Linked DNA regions of Mus musculus: region 2 is linked to region 1. Evidence: chromatin contacts called from public Hi-C data. All regions are on one chromosome and are shown on one strand. Each heading gives the region's core, a stretch centred on a gene start, on an enhancer-like site or on the middle of the called end of the contact. The rest is flanking DNA. Distances are from core to core; before and after follow the strand shown.

Region 1 (3,162 bases), core at 407-2,906:
GTCATGATGTTTGTGCAGGAATAGAAACCCTGACTAAGACACATGGCTAGGCAGATGCAACTTCATTGGTTCAGGTCCTAGGCCAACCAATCCACAATGCAAGAACCTTGGTCAGCTTGGGGACGGGCTTAACTGTCAGGGACTGTGAGAAGCAGGGTGAGGACTGGAGGGGATCCACTTGTCTATCAAGAGTGGGGGAGGAGCTACTCCCCAAAGACATTTGAAGATGGATCGTCTACTGCTAAGATAACAAGCGTACACTATTGGGGAATCTTCCTTCCTGTGTTTAATTCATGTATCACACGTTCCCTCTTTGCTGTGCAGCCTTGTCTCCTTACCTAACAAGTTCCTGAGGGGGCCTGAGGAGCAGCCATCTTACTGCACAGTCATTTGTCTTCCTCCCTGTACTTCGGTTGCCCGTGGGACTGCATCAGTCATCGGCAACAGGCGGCATCCGGGATTAGTTATCGTTTCATGTATTTGTTCCGTGGTAGGATCCTGGAGTGCAGAGGTCATGTCTCATTCATCTCGTGTCCCCCTTAGCACTTTGCCTGCTGTTCGGGGGGCCTAGCCAGATAGTCCATAAATCTGCTGACAGATTGAACGACTGATTTATATGCTGCTAGAGTCAGAGGTAGATGGAATCTTGATTCGACTACAAAACTACAGAGGAAAAGACCTGTGTTCACCACATCATTTCTGAGAGATTGCAGATCTTCTCTGGACTAAATAATGTTGCTGGGGTCAAGATAAATACCTTCTGTGCAGCCCAGACTCGCTACTGGTGTCATTTCTATTTCTAAGGGATTGAGCGAAGGCCCAAGGAATGTTGGTCTTAGCTGCCCAGCCCCCTGAGGAGATCATATCTTCTGACTCAGGCTCTGTAAAGGAGAACAGGTGCAGAGGTGGGGGAAAGCAATCCCCACAAGCATGGCGGGATGAGGGAACAGGTGTCAGTCTTCAGAGGCTGTGCCCCAGGCAAAGAGCCAGAGCCCTAGGGACCTGCCACTGACTCTGTGCTGTTCCTAGATTTTAATAGTTTTTGTTTGCAGCCCTCGATTAGTTTTGGGAATCCCTGTCTACTTTCTGAAACCCCTGTATAATTCCCCCCATAACCCAGCACACACAATATGGAGAGCAAAGAGGACAAGGGATCAAAGTTAGATCACTTACTGTGCTCAAACACCCTCCAGGAAAGGCTGTCTTGGGTCAGAAGACTCAGTGACTAATTTTGCAAATACCTTGCAAACCATTCGAACCAGGTGATTTGCTCCTTTGTGGCTCATGCCCACACACAGCTTTCAAAGAGGGAGGCCCAGTCTTTCAGAGGCTTCTAGCCTCACCAGTCACCAAATGTCACATTAATGAGGGGGAAGGGTAAGAAAGAGTTGTTGGGAACAGAAGAGTAAGACAGAAGGTGGTAATTGGAGCAGAGAAGGAAGGACCCAGACCCGGGGCCAGTAAGAGGTCAAAAAGAGGGCACGAGAAAGGAGTGTAGCCAAATACAAGTCAGCACAAGCCACCAGTGTCTCGGCCTCCACGATGGCAGCCGGAGGGCGAGGAGGCGGGTCTTGGTTTGAGGCCCCGCCTTATGCCGCGCCCTTCCTCGGATGACCCCGCCCCACTAAGAGGCGCCCAGGCCCCGCCTCCGAGCTCAGAGGCTCCTCCCTGCACTCCGATCCCGGAAGCGAGCTCTGCTCCGCCTCTTCCGAGCTGGGTCGCGACCTTGAGGCCGGGAATCGAGTTTCCAAACGTGCGGGGGCCTTCGCCGGCTCTGCTGCCCCCTTTCTCTCCATGGCAGCGGCCCGGAACCTGCGCACCGCGCTCATATTCGGAGGCTTCATCTCCATGGTCGGCGCCGCCTTCTATCCCATCTACTTCCGGCCCCTTATGCGGCTGGAGGAATACCGTGAGTGACCTCTGACCCCGCGCAGTGGCTGCTCCCAGCGCTACCCCGAAGCCCTTAAGCCCCTACCCTATCTGTTCAAGGAGTGCTGAGGAAGGATGTGGACTTGGGAGTGAGGCTACCCGGGTTCCAGGCTCGCCCAGTGCAGCCCGGTGACCACGGACAAGGGGCCCCACCTCTGACCTTCAATGTTGAGGCTCTACATATCTTTTGCAGGATCAGCAACAAAACTGTGAGCATCTTAGGGGTCACAGAGGTGATGTGTATGAAAGCAGCCTACACACAGCAGGTCAACACTAACACTAGTTCACACACAGTATATACTGATATACTGAAGATTTAATGTTTTGGGTTAAGCATATACCGAGTCGTTGAATTTGCACGGGCTTCCCTTGGGGTAGATGCTACCCATTTTACAGATGGAGGTCACACAGCTAGTAAGTGGTGAGGGAAATGTTCCAACCCAGGCGTCTGTCCGCAGAGCCCCGCTCCATCCACCCAGGCTGAGATGGTGCTATAGTGGAGAGCTTTGATCATTCTGAGTTGAAAGGTGTTTTTATGGTGCATCATTGCCAATCCCTAAGATGTCTTGGAGCGGAAATATTTCAAAGCTAAACTGTTAACCTGGGTTCTGAGTTTTTCCTCAAATCGTTTTTTTTTTTTTTAGATTCTGCTGGTTTCCTTCATTTTTAAGCTGGCTGCTCACATGACAATGGCGAGTGTCCGGGGAGTCATTTTCCTCCTTAATCATTCAGGTCCTATCATTCTAAAAGCCACACTCCTTCCTGGAGACCTATACCTCAGCAAGGATTAGCACTTTGATACATCTGAAACCATCTGTCAGCGAGGAGAGATGAGGCATTAGAGGATCATTTTGTTCTCCAGGAAACCTGAATCATCTTGAAGATGGAAGAGGGCCAGCCCAGCCCCCGGGGAATATTAGCTGAGGCTGAAGCTTGGCGATTTCAAGCCTCATGTAAATGTTCTGACCATCTCCAGCGCCATAACACTTGGTTTCTGGAGGCAAAGCATTTTAAAGTACACACATGAATCCCCTGACAGCTTCTTTTCATCAGCTCAGACTAAGATGGTCTCTGTGCTTCCTGCCTTCAAGCCTTCCTGCATGCGCCACGTGTGGAAGGAATGTGGGCTTGTGTAAGGTCCTGCAGAATTTGTCTCCATCCTGGATGGATCCCTGCCACAGGCTATTTTATTACAGCTTCTAGAGTTGGAGTTGAGACTTGGTCTGTTGGAGG
Region 2 (3,162 bases), core at 203-2,702, 79 kb after region 1:
AAATACCTTCTGCAGGATGGAATGTCCAGGAAGGGAAGCTTATTGGCTCTTTCCTCGGGGCCCTATCCAGACACCTCATTAGCATGAAGAACTCTAGGCTGTATGCTACGAGACCAATTGTCATGGTCCTCGTAGTGGGGTGTCATGGTCACATGCTCCAGGACAGGAATCTGATCGGGAGCAGAGAACTGCTGTTCTCAGTTAAGAGTTTGGGGTTCTGAACTTTTGCTACTACCTATCAGTTACCTTCTAGCTACTACCTTCTCTCTGGCATGGTCCAATTCTTCTGGGGCACTGTCCACTGCCCCACAGGCCCCTGCAGGCCAGAGGGAGACCAACCCTCCAGCTCCTTGGACCTGCCTGGGGCCACGAAGAGGCCTTTGTCCAGACACTCCGCTGACTAGAGACTTCTAAGACAAGCAGATGCTGAGATCCACAGATGTCAGTTGGAAGAGCAGACACTGCTCTTAACCACTGAGCCACGTTCATTGCCCCACACCAACTCAGAGAACTGGCATAAGAGAGTCAGCATAACACGTTTCCAGCGTGTTATCAGTAGCAGGACCAACATGACAAACCTCTGCTGACTCATGACATACGACATGAAAAGAAAAAATAAATGACCCTGCAGATTGGATCGTTCCTCTCAATGCCTATGTCATTTGTGACTTTGGTTTTGCTTGGCTCGGAGGTGCTGCTGGTCTTGCTTTCAATAAGCTTTGGGTCTAGCTTGGGCTTGGGACTCTGACCCCTATTTCTCCAGCCTCAGAAAACAGGACTCCTGAACTTGGTCAGCGGGACAAGTTGAGGAGTGCAAAGACATTCTCTTCTGTGATTGGTTCTTTGTATCAACAGTGAGTTCTATGAAAGACTTCATTTTTTTTTAAACCACACATCTAGAAACAGGATTTCACCCTCATCCCCACCCCCACCCCCACCCCCACTCCCCCAAGATTCAGGATTACATAGATTGTTTCCCAGAATTCCATACAACTGAAATGAAAACAGAACTGATCTTCAAATTCACTTAGGTGGGAAAAAAAAAAAAACCCCTTTTGAAAAAAATCATCCCCCAGAAGTTGGGGGAGGGGGGGAAGCGCCTCTCCCCAAATAAGGCACAAAAATGTAAGTACGAATGACCTTTTGAAGTCTGTGCAGGGGTGTGTATAAGACGGAATTCTAGATTCCAAAGCTCAAATAAAGTAGCTGAAGAAAGACGAGAGCTTTGTATAATGGCAAAGTCCAGGATGGAGCCATGGTCAGCCACTGCTGGATCCAGGCGCTCAGAGGGTGCTGGCTGAACTCTGGATTTCCTCTCACCCAGCTCTGCTCTTCCTCAAGCTAAGCAGGCTTTCCCCATGTGGTGTCAGCATGACCTCCTCCAGCTCCAGGCTTGCACTGTGCCAGCGACTTGACCCTCTAAGAATGTGTGCTGCTTTCCCAATCGTCTCAAACGGCTCGAGCTTGTCTCTCCTATGAGAGTACTAACCAAGCCCGGCCCTGCTCAGCTTCTGAGATCAGATGAGATCTGACGCATTCAGGATAGCATGGCTGAAGACTCAGGCTTGCCTCTCTACAGCCTAATTTGGATTTAGCATCTTAGGGAGACACTATCTTGGCAAGTCTGGTTGTCGAGGTCCTATCACCCACACTAGAAACAAGGAAGATGTGACAGACACAGCAAACTAAAGGGGCTGAAGCTGTAGAGAGGGTCGACTCTTCAAAGAAAAACGAGGTGATCTTATCCGAAAGGAAAACGAAGGAGAAATCTTTCTGGTCGATTGCACAAAGAATAATCTCCTAAGACCCCAAGCCTGTCTGCAGAACTTTCTGTGTGCCCATCAATTACTGATGGTCACAGATGCCACTGTCCCCAGGTGGGCCACGGGCAGTCTGCTATATGGATAGCTGTTCGTCAAGGCAAAGGAGACCAGGACTTGGCTCCCTTGGTGCCCTGTGAGGCAGAGGGAAGAAAGAGTGAGCTTGGCAATTTGTTTTTCATATTTCAGCTTGTTCTGGATGCCACGCGAGCTGTATGCATTGGCTCCCGACTAATGAAAACAGAGGGGAGCCAGGCTGGAAATCTGGCTGTGTTTCTGCGCACAATTAGGTTTGTTTGTTTAGGTCTCTTTTTATTTGTTTTCAGATGACTCAGATAGGAATAGTGCAGGCCTTTCAAAGCGAAGAGCTCATAAGTGGCTTCAGGGGCCAGGGCTTTGCCAAGGGCAGAGAGACTTGGCTCCTAGGGGCGTTTTCCCATCCAGTGGGGCTGGAAGAATGCCGTTCCAAGCCAGATTATTTTTCTTAGCAGACCCCCATCCAGGGTCGTAGCTGGGCCAGAGGTTGCAAACATCCCAAACACATAAAAGTCCCCCAACAGCACACAGGGCACCTATTGTGCAGATCTGGGCCGGCCTCATCGTGATGGCTTTCCCGTCTGCATCCTTCATTCTTTCTGAAAATGTCTTCATGTGCCTTCTTCCTTCTTACCAGACAAACGCATTCCATTCCTCATGCTCTGAATGTGTCTCAAAAACTGCTTTCAAGATCCTCCAATTCCATTGCCAAGGCACAGTGTCTACAGCCTCCTGGAGAATGTAGGGCTAAGTACCACAGGAGAAGTAGCAAACACCTCCCTGAGCTTGTCCACCCAGGGGCAGTGACCCCTGAGGAATGGCTTGTAGCTGCTGCCCAGTAGATCTGGCATTTTGGAAACTCAGAAGATGTGGACAGAAGCCTTTGTTCTCCTGGAAGAACAAAATGCAAGCCAGGTGTCAGGAAGAACACAACAGTCCACTCTCTCAGAGCCGGAGTGGTCTGTCCAGAGCCCTTCCCCGACAGGATGAGTCAGAGCAGCCGAATGGGCCTGGATGTTTTCAGATACTAACGTTTTTTGTCCAAATGTGAGTAGTTATGTTTTTTACTACTGGGGAAGCCGGCGCCCAGCCCTAGCTAGGCCATCTCCTCTGCTCCACCACTCAGCAACAGACTGATGTACTGGCTGGGAAGCACCCTTGGTAGTCCAAACCTGCCATCTTAAAATGTTTACCTTCTTAGAATCTGTCCATAAACTCATCACCATTGAAGACTCTCCACTTGCAGTACTGTAAGTTGTAGTCAAAAGTATCCAAAATCTTTTAGACGAAAGACTTAATTTTATTC

What was found. Hi-C and Micro-C count contacts between places; a contact is called where the count stands out from the background.
Region 2: a Hi-C map of uterus shows a contact between it and region 1. The contact joins the enhancer-like site here to the promoter of Smim20 in region 1. A contact is called at or near these places in 1 of 15 datasets of contacts at CTCF or cohesin (embryonic stem cells), 5 of 484 Hi-C or Micro-C datasets (the N1E-115 cell line, bone marrow-derived macrophages, cortical neurons and 2 more), 2 of 115 datasets of contacts at active chromatin or transcription factors (a beta-TC-6 cell line and embryonic stem cells) and 2 of 9 other capture datasets (adipose tissue and pancreatic islet).

What each region holds. Positions count from the first base shown.
Region 1 is chr5:53,265,450-53,268,611 of GRCm38.p6, forward strand. Smim20 (small integral membrane protein 20) reads left to right here and starts at 1,657. Exons shown (of 3, transcript NM_001145433.1): 1 at 1,657-1,909. The coding sequence starts at 1,795. Gm40303 (a long non-coding RNA gene) reads right to left here and starts at 1,678. Exons shown (of 2, transcript XR_868423.2): 1 at 339-1,678.
Region 2 is chr5:53,344,814-53,347,975 of GRCm38.p6, forward strand. No RefSeq gene overlaps it. Among named protein-coding and RNA genes, the nearest start is that of Gm40303, 79 kb to the left of the region's middle. Within about 2 kb of position 1,453, at least 60 of the 459 cell types and tissues checked have an H3K27ac peak or open chromatin away from gene starts, as enhancers often do. A contact at or near this core is called in the N1E-115 cell line, adipose tissue, pancreatic islet and 1 more, where this site is marked.